3 separate regions of the Rattus norvegicus genome follow, and regions 1 and 2 are each linked to region 3. The links are chromatin contacts, called in public Hi-C maps. All regions are on one chromosome and are shown on one strand. Each heading gives the region's core, a stretch centred on a gene start, on an enhancer-like site or on the middle of the called end of the contact. The rest is flanking DNA. Distances are from core to core; before and after follow the strand shown. Region 1 has its middle 120 kb from the start of Lppos. Region 2 holds the start of Lppos (LIM domain containing preferred translocation partner in lipoma, opposite strand). Region 3 holds the start of Bcl6 (BCL6, transcription repressor).

What was found. A called contact is a pair of places that touch in the nucleus more often than the background predicts.
Region 1: a contact with region 3 is called in a Hi-C map of Schwann cells, with 5 times the contacts expected there. The contact joins the enhancer-like site here to the promoter of Bcl6 in region 3. A contact is called at or near these places in 3 of 12 Hi-C or Micro-C datasets (Schwann cells, frontal cortex and mammary epithelial cells) and 1 of 1 datasets of contacts at active chromatin or transcription factors (oligodendrocytes).
Region 2: a contact with region 3 is called in a Hi-C map of hepatocytes, with 4 times the contacts expected there. The contact joins the promoter of Lppos here to the promoter of Bcl6 in region 3. A contact is called at or near these places in 9 of 12 Hi-C or Micro-C datasets (the A7r5 cell line, the Rat2 cell line, Schwann cells and 5 more) and 1 of 1 datasets of contacts at active chromatin or transcription factors (oligodendrocytes).

The regions. Positions count from the first base shown.
Region 1 is chr11:90,049,208-90,053,990 of GRCr8, reverse strand. No RefSeq gene overlaps it. Among named protein-coding and RNA genes, the nearest start is that of Lppos, 120 kb to the right of the region's middle. Within about 2 kb of position 1,945, at least 66 of the 93 cell types and tissues checked have an H3K27ac peak or open chromatin away from gene starts, as enhancers often do. A contact at or near this core is called in Schwann cells, where this site is marked.
Region 2 is chr11:89,927,674-89,932,364 of GRCr8, reverse strand. It overlaps Lppos (LIM domain containing preferred translocation partner in lipoma, opposite strand), which reads right to left and starts at 2,266. Exons shown (of 2, transcript NR_132630.2): 1 at 1,970-2,266; 2 at 1,169-1,742. It also overlaps a transcript of Lpp not described here.
Region 3 is chr11:90,355,131-90,360,083 of GRCr8, reverse strand. Bcl6 (BCL6, transcription repressor) reads right to left here and starts at 1,331. Exons shown (of 10, transcript NM_001107084.1): 1 at 1,191-1,331. It overlaps LOC120095689 (a long non-coding RNA gene), which reads left to right and starts at 1,432. Exons shown (of 3, transcript XR_005491443.1): 1 at 1,432-1,850.

The DNA.
Region 1 (4,783 bases), core at 696-3,195, 310 kb after region 3:
GAACAATAAACTTTATGCCACAACTTTCTCCTGACCCTGAGATGTAGGGTTAATTGGGGTCCCGGGTCTGCTCCACCACAGGGCACAGCCCCTCAGGGAGGCAGGACTAGGGAAGTTTGACAGTGCTTACCCTGAGCTGTCACCAGGCCCAAGTGAGTGTCTGCCTGTAGGGAAGCAGTGAGACACCGGGGCTGTCTTGTTCTCAGGCTCTTGGGCACCCAGGTGCCGCTGGGATGCCTCAGAAGATTTGAGAACAGAGTGGTGGCCCCGAGGGCTAGATCCAGCCCAAAGCTGGGGGGGGGGAGCTCCAGCTGGTCCCACAGGGAGAGTTTTTAGCTTGACAGTGGTGGGCTGCAGTCTTGGTGATGGCAGTGGCTTGGAGCACAGAGACCTTCTACAGGAGATTAGATAGCAGCTCTGTAGTGAAGGACTTCTCTACACTGGCCACAGAGGATCCCAATGAAAAGAGACAGTCCATGGCTTTAAGACAGTTATTGTCATGGCGGAAAGTGGATGAGTAAAACTGTACCCCACTTCTCAAGGTGGGCCTGAGATTAAACACCTTTTGCAGGCAGGAGTGTCTGGGAAGGAAAAGTTCATTGGCTAAGCCTCCAGGCCTTTAGGTACCTCATTATAAGGGAGATCTGTCTTGAGTTTATGTGGCTTGTGGAGGGGCTTTGAGCATTGCCCTTACATGACTGATGGCCACAAATCTATGGAGGGCTTTGGGCTAGTGACTGGCCTGGTTTCCTGAAGTCAGGCAAACTGCTTACCATCTCTTCAGGATCTCTGGGGTTTCTAGTCTTAGCTTAACCAGGATCCAGGCTGCCTTTCATGGCCCCACACTGAGATTTATTCCTCTTTGTATCCTGTAAGTGATCCACAGTGACTGGCACTCTGGGCGAGGGGAGAGGGGTGACCTGTGGATTCTGGACAAATGACTTTAAAGACTGAGTGCATGGTCACAGATGCACATGTTGGCTGTGGTGCCCCAAAGAGGCTGGGAAGGGAATTGGAGCATTAGGGGGAAAGCAAGTTGTTTCAAAGTCTCTTAGCTCCAGGATTTCATGGGTCTCTGCCTGTCTGAACAGTAAAAGCAAAAGGCCACATTACACATCTGCTTCAATACCACTGGCAAGTTCAATATTAACTTGAGTGGGGTCTTCTTGGGCTCCCCTTGCCTGGCTGCAGAAAGGCCTCTTTCCAGGGGCTGGGCAATGCTTACCGCCACTACCCAATCAGAGTCAGCTTTGTGTCTGAATAGTCTATCTTTTGCCTCTATGCACTTCTGCCCTCCCTGCCTGCCTGGCACAGGTGAGTCGGCTGCTTCTCCTCTGGGTTCCAAAGCCTCCTGCTTTCTTGTGAGAGTTGGAAAAGGTAAATTCACCAGGGCATAAGGCTCCATCCTGCTGTGTCTCAGCCTCCTGCCCTTCGGGCACCAGACTAAGGCAGGTGCTAATTCTTGTGTTCACAGAGAGACAAGGTGCTGGAGAGGCCGGCAGGTCAACAAGAGATCTCTTTGCTTGTGTATCCATCAGGGAAAAGACAGAGTTTGATTTCGATCTGTTTTCTGGGTAAATCGGCGTCAAAAACCAAGGAGGCCGGGGACCTTGCCAAGTCTTTGTTTTGTTTTGTCTTTTCCTCTTTCCTCCAGTCAGCGCTGGGCACTAAGGAGTGGGTGGGTATAGGGAGTGGGGGCTGCAGTTCCCCAGGCTGAAAGGGAATGCTGAGCCTGCAGAAGTGGCCCATTGAGAGCTTCCCCCAGCCTACCACCACAAGGGCAGCTCTGTCCTGCAGGCCTAGGGCTCTATCCCAGTCCCACTGGCTGAGAAGGAACAACATTTCCTTATAAGGCCCCTGCTGCCTTGCCAAGGCTGGATGGCTCCAAGAGACTGTAGCTTTCCATTCTCCTCCATCGGCTCCAGTGCAGGCCTTGAATGTAGCCCTTGTTGTCAGGCCCCTCCTCTGCTCCACGGCCCCCACCCCACCCACTTCCACTCTCTGCCAGAGCCAGCCCCACTGGCTCAGGAAAAACAGCCCAGAGGCCTCTCCCACGCAAGGCCGACTGTGGCTCAGGCCTGCTGGAGGCAGCACAGGGTAGCAAAAAGGCAGCGTTGAGGCCGAGCTCCCGCCTGCCCTGGAGTTACCTTGCATACAAGTGTGGCGTTAGCAAAGGTCCTGACTTCTAGAGCCTGCTTCCTCTCAAGGAAAATAAGTGTCGAATGGCCTAGGGTCCAATTTTTTTGCACTGTATTCGAAACCTAGCCAGTTAGCTTACAGCCTGGACATCTCAGTTAATACTACATTTACTACCCACAAGACCAGATTCCTCCACACCCTGTTATTTCTCAAACACAAGGGCTCTCTTGGGTTTGTGCTTCAGGTGTGTTATTTTCTTTACCCCGATGGCTCCTGTTTATCCACCTAGGGAATCATTGTCACAGGGCCCCTATTGTATGGAGGTTTCTCTCCCTTCCTTATGGGAGAGGAAGGTGGGTCATTTCGCTTTGTCTTCCCAGTATTTGCATATACTCCTGCCGGGGTTTTTTTTTTTTTTTTTATAGTACTTCATGAAAGACCCATATCTGTTCGCCAGACATACCAAAAGACACAGTGGTTGAGCCAATAGTTTGTAAAATAATAAGTTTTGTGCACGGGCGGGTGGCATCGTGAAGGATACTTTCATATAACATGGTGAACTGGGACGCTCTCACCTCAGATTCTACGCTTAGTTCTGTTCTCACAACCTTTGCCCCATCAGTCCAGTTCTGTGTTCTGAAATCCAGACCGACTATAAGCTCCAGGGAAAGGAAACCTGTAGCTCTAAAAACCTTTATTCAGCCTCAGAGGCCTGGCGTTGAAGGCTAAAAGTCAACTAGCCCTGCATTTACACCCTGAAGCCCATGGTTGCCATGGGATACCACAGTGTATAGATAAGGGGTTTCTAAGTCTCCTGCCCTGCTTCTGCATACACATGCTAGGTTACCATAGCATTCACAGAAAGACAAGAAGATCTAGTGGCTTTAAAAGTTTCCCCACACTAATTATTGCTATTGCAACATTTGGGATTTGAGAAAACTGAACCCTCTCCTCTTTGAAAAAGTACCTTCCTCATAGGTCAACTACAGTTTGAGACCTTCTCTGGGGTTCCTGACTCTGCATCCATCCTGCATCTATGATGTTGGATGAACCTATATATCTTCTCAAGATGGATTCTTACAGCTCTAGGACGTTGCGAGTTCCAAATAAGGAACTTCAGTCTGACAGTACAAGTCTTTCTAAAATAAGATTCCGTAAGTCACAGGTCAGTTAGATACTGTTCACAGCCCATCCTTACTCTTCACATCCCAGAAACTATTTTAAGGCCAAAGGTCTTCTTTCCTGATAAAATACCCTATCCTTCATCCACATGCTTACTACACAGAGAAGGCATTTGTAGAACAGTCTCTAGCTGATCATGAACTATATTCTAACACCATTATCCACAGAGCCAAATTCAGAAGGGAAGGCAGATCTACCTTGGGTTCTAACATCAGGACTTAGTTGCTTGAATGTCAAGAAGACCTTATTATAGTTATTATGGGGACGGTGCACTGGAAGTGCCTTGGAGCTGGCTAGATCTGCAGGAAATAAGGAATACGGGGAATGTTTAGCAAGGAAAGGGAGACGAAGCTTTAGTCTCATTTCTGATGCTTAGGTAGGGAGCCTAAAGGAAATCAATCATCTGAAAGGAACTTGTTTTCTCAGCTGGACAAGGTTAATGGGGATGCCTCCAACATTCACCTCCAAAGGTAGTGAGTTAAGTCGGTGCGGGTCCTGGCTCTGGCAGTGCCAACAAGACCTAATTACATTAATAGACGGCGTGTCTCCCTCTGGGCTTGTTCTCTTGACTACAGAAAAAAACACGAAATGCTTTCTTCTCTAGGTTCCTGTAATGTTTACCCCCATCTCTGTCATAGCCACTGACACCTATGCCATCACTGATAACTTTCCAGGAAATCGAGAGGGGTGGGGGTGGGGCTGGCTCCTGCTGAGGAATTACTTCAAGAGGAGAAGAGAAGAGAAGAGGGGGGGAGGGGAGGGGAGGGGAGGGGAGGGGAGGGGAGGGGAGGGGAGAGGAGAGGAGAGGAGAGGAGAGAGAGAAGAGAAGAGAAGAGAAGAGAAGAGAAGAGAAGAGAAGAGAAGAGAAGAGAAGAGAAGAGAAGAGAAGAGAAGAGAAGAGAAGAGAAGAGAAGAGAAGAGAAGCATTCGCTCACTATGGTCTCTTCTTCTTCCTTCCCAGGTAAAAGGCAAGGACGTTGGCAGCTGGGCTGGCTCTGGGAAAACTGAATAAGAAAATTGGGAAGTCATTTCTCTTCTTTGGATCTTCAGCTCTCAAAAAGCAAAGTGAATATAAAGTCTAAAAATCATAATAGTAAAATGAAGAATCCAGACAAAACAATATTTCAGTTTCGGACAACTGGCAATGTATTGCCAATGCAGAAACATCTCTGTGGACAAAATTTATTTTATTAGTAATTACACCAAAATGGTTCTGGCTAGGGCTGAACCAAGAAAATGAGTCCATGCCTTGCTCTGATCACTGTTTCAGCCAGCACTGTCTTAAAAACAAAGTGACCTCAAGGAAAGAAAAACTCTGTTTCTACAGTGTCCCCTTAGCTACTTTTACTGACTCTAATAATTGGCTGTACACTGTTCTTCATCATTAAATCCGAAGTCTAACTTTAAAAAACTCTGTATGTAGCAAGACTCATCTACCTGTTTTGTCTTCTGTAATAAGAGA
Region 2 (4,691 bases), core at 1,017-3,516, 430 kb after region 3:
CCAGGTGAGGGCTTCATGAGTTGCCACTTTCTTTTGTGATTAACTTTCCACACTGCTCCTGCGAACACCATGCCTACCGGAGCAATTCATCAGTATTTTAGAAGAAGTGATCTTCCCCAACACGGAGAACAGTTTCAACATAATTAGTAGCATTTCTGGATCAACACAGCACTCTTTCAATGTGTATGACTGAGGAAATGAATGACTCTAATTATACCTTATTAAATTTTATTAATCCTCATTAGAACTCTATTATTCTTTATAAGTGAGTTACCGAGAAGGGAGTGAAGCAAGTGAGCAATGCTGGTCAAGCTCCATTATATCTAAGTGAGCAATGGATGTTTTCCCCTATACTAACTAGTAGTAGCCCAGGGGGCATGGATCGGCTGAAATGCTTAGGGCAGAGCCAATGAATTGTGATCTTTGAGAAACCCTAGGAACCTGTTTCCCATCTTAAATCAGGCTCATCATAAAGAGAAACGTATTTCATTAGTTTGTGGAATACACAGTTTTGATCTTCTCTGCTGCCGTATTCCTACTTTGGAATGTGTGTAAGCTGGGAGGACAAAGAGGTTAAGCAGTTTGGCCCCGGAGGTGTTTGAATCTGAAGACTGCAGGAGAAGTGTTAAGTCCAAGAGTATGGACTTTGACAGTAAGGGTCATCAAAATCTAACAGAGCTTCCCTGCACCTGTAGTTCACGGTGTACTTTCGGTCTGCATGACTGCGTTAGGCTGCAGAAGGTGAGTGCCCAAGTAGTGGTGGAAGGTCTTGAGAGTGGGGAGTTCAGGAGCTTGCTCAGACAGTTGTGTTGGGCAGGTCATGTTACCATATTTTCCTTAGATTCTACCCACCCAAAGACCGGGATGGGTGGTCGTGTTATTAGCATAGACTGAGGTTGCTGTTAGGGAGGCTGCTGTGAGGCGTTTCTTTTGTGTAGGTACAGGATAGAAACACACACCCACACCCACACACACACCAAATGTCTAGTTTTTGTTTAGTTTGTGACAGGGTCTATGTAAACCTCCCTTGTGCCGGGGATTAAAAGCCTTCACTACTGAGGGCCCAAGGGCTTCCAATGTCTCCCAGCCTGAATCTTAACATAGTAAATGGGGCTCTCATCATAGCTCACTTTTACAAATATCAAAGACAAAATATCCGAACCCAACCTTCCAAGAACAGGCCTGTCTTTATTCAAACCAGTTCACCCAGTTGGTGTATTTTCTTTTTTAAGCTGTAAGAACAGAGCAAGCTTTCTGGTTTTCTGGCAGGGCAGGGTTGGGAAGCAAATCTTAAACTCCAAAGGTTCATATCTTTGAACAAAGGACAGGAAGTTGCCCTGAAGCGCTCGAATGCCATTGTTTCTCAAGGCTTGTCAACCACAACCTTCCAGGAACTGGGGTTAGTCACTTCAGTGGGTGGTCAAGTCATCTGCCTAGGTCTAACTTGGGTCTGAGCTCACAGCTCCGGAGCCTGGGTCTTGCCTGGAGGCGGAAACCCAGCTAGGAGTAGAATACTGGCTTGGATCCTAAATATGCACGGTGCAGGACTGGGTCAGGTCCCAGCTTCGCATCTTCGGAGCTCTCCCGTGTGAAGTGAACTGAAGTTGCTCTCCACCATCCCGCAGTTCTGTGTCCCGCTGGAGTCCTGGGCGGGGCTCACACAAGGCTCTTGGGGTGGGGGGTGGGGTGGGGTGTTCCATGGCAGGATCTCTTCGCTCAAGCTCAGCTTTCCAATCTGTCGTCTGCAGAACGGACCCGAGTTGTGCCGGTTCTCGACTTCCTCTTGCATCGCCTTCCTCTTCCTCCAGTGGAGGCTGATCCCTCTTTCCTCTTCCCATGCTCCCCTCCCCGCGTCCCCTCCTCCAGGAAGTGCACTGCCCAGGGTCACCCACCTCGAGCCGCGGCTGCCCCCCGCGCCCCCTCCCCGTCCGGCTAGTGCGGCGGCCGGCGGGCACACGCCTCCCCATACCTTACATGGACAAATGCGTGCAGGCAAAGTCAGGAATTCAGGCCCCTGACGTCAGCCTCCAGCGCTCAGGGCACCGCACGGGAGACCGCGGGAAGGGGGTGGGGAGGAAGGAGGGGAGAGCACCAACCAGCAGCCACTCCCGGCCTGCTGCCGAAGTTTCACTTTTTGTCTGTGGGTTCGCTCCCAGGGCCCGCTCGAGCTTTCCCGGGATAAGTAGCGTTAGCGGCGGGGAGAGCCGGCCGCTGCAAGGTAAGGGCCAGCAGCGGGGCCGGGCACGGAGAGGACGCGGGCTGGGCGACTCGGGCCGCTGCGGGCCGCGGGCCGGGCCGGGACAATGGGAGGGGGAGTGCCCGGCACCTCCTCCTCCGCCCGAGCCTCCGCCTCCAGCCGTCGCGGCCGCCGCTGCCCGGTCCACCTCCTCCCCCAGGTATTGTAGCAAAGGCTTCCTCCCGTAGTCTCGGCCCGCGGGCGCCTCTCGAACCCCCGACCCCCGGGGACCGGCCGCAGAGGGTGGCGGGGAGCGCGGGTAGCCCTGCTCCGCACGGCCCGCCGCGGAAGTGCGGGTCCCCGGCCGGGAAGCGGGGTGCAAGCCGTGGGGGAGGGGCGGCTGCGGGAGTCCCCGGCGCACCCCGACCCGGGCCTTTCTGGGCGCCCAGGGGGCGGGGCCGCGCCCGTCTGCTTCGAGCTTTCGTGGAATCCCAGTTGTCACCGCAGGAAGGGCCTAGGGACCCAGTGACTCGGAGTCTTCCCATTTTACAGTCAGGGCAGGCGAGGCAACGAAAGGCGGGCTTTCCTGGAAGTCATCCCTGGAAGGTGGAGCCAGGTTAAGATCGGTGGCTCCGGACCCTTACTCCCCTATTGCCTTTTTTTTTCCCCTAAAATTTTAATTTATTAATTAATTATCTTTTTGTAAGGGGTTGTGGAGTCCCCACTGTTTTTAAGCACTGTAGGTTACAGAGGCCAGACTTTGCCCTCTGGGAGTGCTCACTGGAATGCAGGGACCTAACCTGACTCAAAGGAGGAAGGGCCAAATCCTGGAGAGAAAGCAGAGACCTGTGTTTTTTTATTTATTTATTTTGGAAGTTCGCGGAAAGACTTTCTTATGTTGATCTCCATGGGCCTGTGATCGACTTTTTTGAAGGGTGGGGAGTTTTCTTAAGAAAGGCAAGGCCTTTTTTGTCAGGGAGGCAACTGCAGACTAGAGAAGGCTAAATAAGGGTGGGGAGTGGACCGGCTTGGAACTTTGTTCCTGGCTTGGGGTGTGACTATGACCTGAGACCATATCAGTGGAGTTGTGGCTTGGGTACTTGGACAGGACAGTGTAAAATGTCTCTAGCCCTCTTTTTCTTTAGGAAGGGGGTGTTCACTGCTTCCCCTCCCCCACAAGGAAGTCCTGGCAAGACCTCTCAGTGGATCCTGTCTGTGACTCTCCCGTTCTATACACTCCCTTTGCAAATTTGCCTCTGCAGTGAAACTTTCAAAGATGTTAGTGACTTAATGGTTCACTATCCCCTGCACAAGCCAATTTTCAGAAAAGCTTTAGGGGAAGGGCGAACATGCATAGGGCTACTATAAAATGAGTTAACTTCTCTCCAATGGACCCTTTCTTGGTTTTACAAACAGGGAAACAAACCCAGGTCCACAGAAGTTGAGTACTAGCCCTATAGTCTCTGGCGGATTGAGGTGGGAGTGTTGGTGCAGAAACCTAGTAAGATACTTGCTTTCCCAAGAGTCTCCTGGAGATTCTGACCAGTGCCAAGGGGCAGTTAAAGAGGAAATTGTGTATCTTGTATTTAATCTTTGGAAGGCAGCCTGCAGAATGCAGAATCCAGTCTACTGAGGATTTGCTATGGGAAGGGTAGGGGGTCCTGAGCTTGGGCAATGTCTTGCCTTTCCTATCCTGAACCCTCTCCTTCCTTTCTCCTCTCCCCACACCCCTTCCTGCAATTCCTTGTAAGCAGCTCTGGCCTGGAGTTGGGCATAGGCCGTGGGAGAGGAAGCCAAGTTCCTGAATTGATTGTTATGCTGGGATTGAGTACCACTCTTTGTGGAGGGGCATTCTCCTGTGTGAGGAGGTGATTCCTCTGAGAAAGGTAGATGTTTCCAGAGTGGGAGAGGAGACACATTCTGAAAGGCTTTAGGAATGCTGGGCCATCTAGTTTGCATATGACTTTTGAGGGGTTTGAGCAGGCAGGAACATGATTTAGAGAGTTGGCATGGAGAAGCAGCCTCCTGCTGCCCGGTTTCAGGGAGAGGTGATAATTTGGTTTAAGAAAATGATCATGGGCTGTTGTTTCATTTGCTTGGCATGTGTTGCTGAAGACCTATTATGCACCACCACTGTCAAATCTAAAAACCATATGGCAGGTTCTTAATTTTATTGAGACTGACCTTACTAAGTAAGTTCTCAATCACACCTTTCTTAATGTTTTTATACCGCTGGAACGTGATTGCCTTTTCACTGAAGATGTTTCCTGGTTGAACAAGTTTTTGTTCTAAAGTGGATAATGACACACTTCTTATAGTCACTGTTTTTTTAAATTTGGTAAGAAAATTTGGTTGTCAGGCCCAGGAATGTATAATGCTTTCGCATCTCGTAAAGATACTTTTCTACCAAATATTCTTTGTGAATCCTTATCTCTATATGTAAATAATATTTCTCTGCGAGGTGAGCCTGGTCACAGGGCCACCTCCATTTTAACCCTTTGCCTGGGGTTTCAGA
Region 3 (4,953 bases), core at 82-2,581:
TCTGTTTTTCTTCCTTCGCCCAAAAATAAGGACCTTGGGAGTCTGAAGCGTGGCGTCCGCTATACCCAGGGCCATAGCTGCTTTTTATTTATTTATTTTACACAGCTTGCACCAAGGGGGAAAAATGAAATTAAATTTAGGAAAGGGAGGGAACTACCGCTGAGAGCCAATACAGTCACGCAGCACCCAAAATACAAACACCGCGGCCGCCAGAAATCCCGCCACCTCCCCGGAGCTCTGGGCTGGCTGGCCAAGACCCTCCGGGTCCCGCACGCTGAAAGCGCCGCAGGTGCAAAAAACCGCGCACCCCTCTCCCGCCCACCCCCCAAATCCCTGTCCCGCCTTCAAGCCTCCTTCCTCGGGCTGGGCAGACCGAGCGCACCCGGGTTCCCGACTGCCTCGACTCCAACCAAGAAAGAATAATTTTCAAAGTATTCAACGTCCCCGCCCCCCGTGCAAGCGAAGCCTCCCCAAAACACTGTCTCTCCTTGGGAAGATCACGGCTCTCAAAGGAAACTACAGACACGATACTTCATCTGGCTTTATGACCAAAAAGAAAAGGGAAAATAAAACAACCAGCCGAGGAGTTGGCTTGCATTCCCCCTGCTGACTCCCGGCTCGGGTGCAAGGCAGGGACTGTGCGGGGCCGGGGCCGGTGGACGGCCGCCAACGCGGGCACCGGGAGAACTGAGCGGGGAGGGAGGCAGCGGCGGGGAAGGCAGTTTGCAAGCGAGCAGAGAAAGCAAGCCAAGCCGCGCGAAGCCGGCGGGGCCGCCGCGGTCCGCGCTCCCAGGCCGCGCAGCCCAGCGCCCGCCGCCCCGCGCCCCTGCGTCTCCAAACACCGAAACAACACCGGGCAGGGCGGCACAGCCTCTCCGAGGCGGCCGAGGCGCTCCAAGACAGCAAAAAAGAAGAATACGTATGCGTAAAGCTAGATCCTACAGTGGGAGAGACGTGGGGCTGGTCTTCGGCATTTATTTTAACACCTGACAGCTAGAATCAATAAATAGATACATTTATATCAATAGATACACATAGGAAACTTGGAGCCAAAGCATTTGGCAAAAGCGGAAAAAAAAGAATTAAAAGGTAAAATAATGATCATGAGCAGCGGCGGCGGCAGCGGCACCAGCGGCAACAGCGGCGGCGGCGGCAGCGGCAGCGGCGGCGGCAGCAACAGCAATAATCACCTGGTGTCCGGCCTTTCCTAGAAACTTCTTGCATCACCACTTCTAAGAACCCCAGTTCTAAGAATCAACAGAGCTCAATTCTCGGAATTTGAGCTGCGGGCTTTACCATTGCTCCACAGCAGGGGAGGACTCCGTGGCAGCGCCGCGCGCCGTGGCGCCCTCCCGGCCCGTAGAATGCCTCGGGGCCGCGCCGCTCGGCGCCCTACGATGTGGATTGGGGTTCCCGCAGCACTGCCGCTCGGAACACCGGGGGTCCCATGGGGGGCGCGCGCGACTACAAGGCGACCCTCCCTGCCCCCGGCCACCGATGGAACGGCCCGCTCCGCCGCCGTCACGTGGACTCCTCCTCCGTGACGTCGGCGTCTTCGCTGTAGCAAAGCTCGGCCTCTGGAATTCTGAGAACTAATTTGCTATTCGGTGACATAAGAGGGGGAGTGCGCTTCGCTTTCCCGGGGTCTGGGGCTAATTCTTCCTCTCCTACCCATAAACTCGGCTCCTCGAGCTAAATACACAAAAGGGAGCCAGAGATTTGAGCTGTTAGAACCAGTATGTTAGAGGCAGGTTTAGAGAGGCGAGTGAGGGAGAAAACAATAAATACCACAGCTCTTTCCAGCTAGAATATTAGGCACCACGAGAAAAATATTTGCCAAGCAGTTTTCGGTGGGTTCATTTGTTTTCTTTTTATTTGGGACAAAGTATGTTGCGGGGGGGGGGGCTCCTTTTGGGATGGTGGCTTGGGGATGCTCCTTGTTGTATTTTAATGATTTAGGGTTTATTCTTTTTTCCGCTTCTGTCTGGTTTTTTGCCTTTTGCAAGTTTGTGGTGTTATGTAAATCGTAGGAACTGTCATACGTTGGTTTTATTGTCTTTGTATCTCTCTCTCTCTCTCTCTCTCTCTCTCTCTCTCTCTCTGCGTGTGTCTGTCTGTCTGTCTCTGTCTCCTCTCTCTCTCTGTCTCTCTCTGTCTCTGTCTCTGAATCTCTCAGGCATTTAAAAGATGCATTATTTCAGCCTAATACCATTGACAGAAGCTTATGTTTTTGGCCACCTATAACCCCAACCTCCAATATCCCCCCCACCCCACCCCCCAGCCGCCCTTGGTGCAGTTTCCTTTAAGTCTTGGACTTTACTAAAGGGAAGCTTTACTGCACTTGAAAGAGATGTAAAGGGATTTGGTTTGGTTTGGTTTGTTTCTTTCCAGGACAGCAAGTGGTGGGTTTACTCTGTTACTGTCGACTCTGAGGAAATTTCTTGATGCTAGAAATGTGTGTGTGGGAACGCGTGACGTTTGTCTGCTACAACATTCTGTGAAGCCAAATACATGTTTATATTTTGTTATTTTCTTAAGGTCTTGGACATTTTTTTTCTTTTTTTTTTTAAACCCCCCCATGGGTTCGTTTCAAGGTCGTCGGAGAAAGAAAAAAAAATCTTTTCAGTATGTGTTGAAGGGATCAGCCTGAGGGAATTTAAAGGCTTGGTTGCCAGGTTCACAGATACTGCGTGTATTGAGTACAGGCTGTGCTACAACTAGGCGCACTGCACGCAGCCAGGTCTTCTAGGCTCTGGAGCAGAGCTGAGGAGGGGAGGAGGGGGGGATCTTTCTTTCCCTTCTTTCTTCCTTTATTTTAAAAGGCGAGTGCAGGGCAGAATCCTTTCACTGTGGGCCCTGGTTTGTTTGTTCATAGCTGCCAGTTTCCCTATTTAAATGTTGGTTGGGGTTTTTGCCCTCCTACTCATCCTTGGATGAGTGAGACTCTTGTTTCTTTTATGTCTGTCTCTTGCAAGAAGGGTGTGAGCTAAATAATATTCAGATTCCTTAAGAATTAGAATGAACCCAAAGTGTTTGGAGCAAAAGACGCTTTCAAAGGTCAGGCTGTTCTGGGCTTTAGCTGTGAAAGTCCTTCAAGTGGCTCGTTAAATCACAGAGGGGTTCTTAAGTATTCGCAAAACATCTCCACATATTAATTTCTAATGAGTACCTGTGGACCACAACCCTAAATGTGGGCTTAAAAATAGAGATGCAAGCAAAATTCTGGAAGACTGCTGATTTATGGGGTACGGAGGAATGGTCCGTAACAGCTATGCCGTTGTTGGCGAACACCGCTTCATCAAAAGATGATGTCACAGGCTTTAGAACTGGGGGAGTCCGAAGGAGCTGATTGTTTTCTGTGGGGGTTGGAACTTACAAAATCCATTGTCTGTCCCTGAGAAATCTGAATGTTTGAATACGAATTGGCAGATGGACTATTGCAGTTTCGGCAGAAATGCCTGTCTTGTGAAGGATTTTTGAGGAATATACATAGGCCTAATCCTATCACTGTTGTGGAAATGAACATTTTACTTCCAGAGACATGGTGACTTTGTCAAATGGATCCTGCTGCCGGGAAGCAGGGTGGCCGCTTTAGTTTTTTTTTTTTTGTATCTAGAGTCCCTTCCCCTCTCATTTTAGAGTATTAAGTAAATCCCACTGGACCAAAATGATACCCTAATTTTGCTGAAGTGATTTTCTTTGTGTAGCTAGCTGTCTGATTACTATCTTTTCCGAGCATTAAGTACTTCGAATTTCTTAAATGCAACTTAAGCTTTGGAACAGGAGGCTTTGTATGAGTTTGCTGTGTTGTTGTCCTCATAAGTAGAATTACTTTTATGGTGTGTTTGATTATTTTTCTTTTCCAATTGACTGTGTGTCGTATCCCTTGACTCCTACCACCAAGCCTTCAAAACACACACACACACACACACACACACACACGCAGCCTGTCTGTTGTCTTGTGTTCCCTTTGCTACTCCACTCTTAGCCCCATGGGGGCGCTGCAGAGCAAAGGGAAATCTGCTCCCTCAGGCGGTGGAACCAGCGAGAGTGGGGGCTGGGAAGGAATTTACCCATCTCCTGTCTCATACCTCATACCCTTTGATTCTCTGAAGAGTTTCAGGGAGCAACGGTCCATGGCCCTGCTTTGTTGGTAATTAACCCAATCACTAGAACCTCTTGTCCTTCCTGGGACCATGATGCCAGAGTTTGTGTTACTGCGGTGGGATTTTTATTGTTGTGTTTTAATTTTTTTTCCCTTTTCTCCCCCTCTTCCCACCCCACCCCCCAAATCAAAGTGTGTATGTTGGAAGAAAATAACCAGAACAGAAGGAGGCACCTACTTTTAGATGAGTCTCTTTACTGAATGGAGGTTGAAGAAAATTATGCGCTCACCTTTCAGTTTCTTCAGTTCCACAGAAAGTAACTTAATTGAGTTTTGTACCAATATAATCTCTTCCCGAATGTCCTTTCTTCTCTCACTATTGGTCTTACCCCATCACTTCCAGCTGGATAAGGCCTTTGAATTCTACAGTGCTATTATTGGGCTAAAGAAATGACTGGAATATATTAAGATTCTTTTAAATCAGTTTTAAGGAGCTCACAGGAGTGATGCCTTGCCCTGAGGTCCTAAGAACTATTTCTGCAGACTTGGGAACAACACAGATCATCTAATGCCATGAGTTAATGATTCCTGGCTGCTACTGCTCAGGCTAGAGAACTAGGGCCAGCTTCCTTGCCCCGTGGACTGAACTTAGGAATAGATCCTTGATCACAGCTGTTGGGTAAATATAAGCTATTACAAAATAAAATAACTCGGTACTAATATTACATTGTTGAAGGGATGGAACACGGTTCACACCCACTTCTTGTCACAAGACCTTTCCCACAATTCAGCCGCAGTTGAAAAATCGAACCTATCTATCCTTGGGATAAACATTGTCCTGTCTGCTC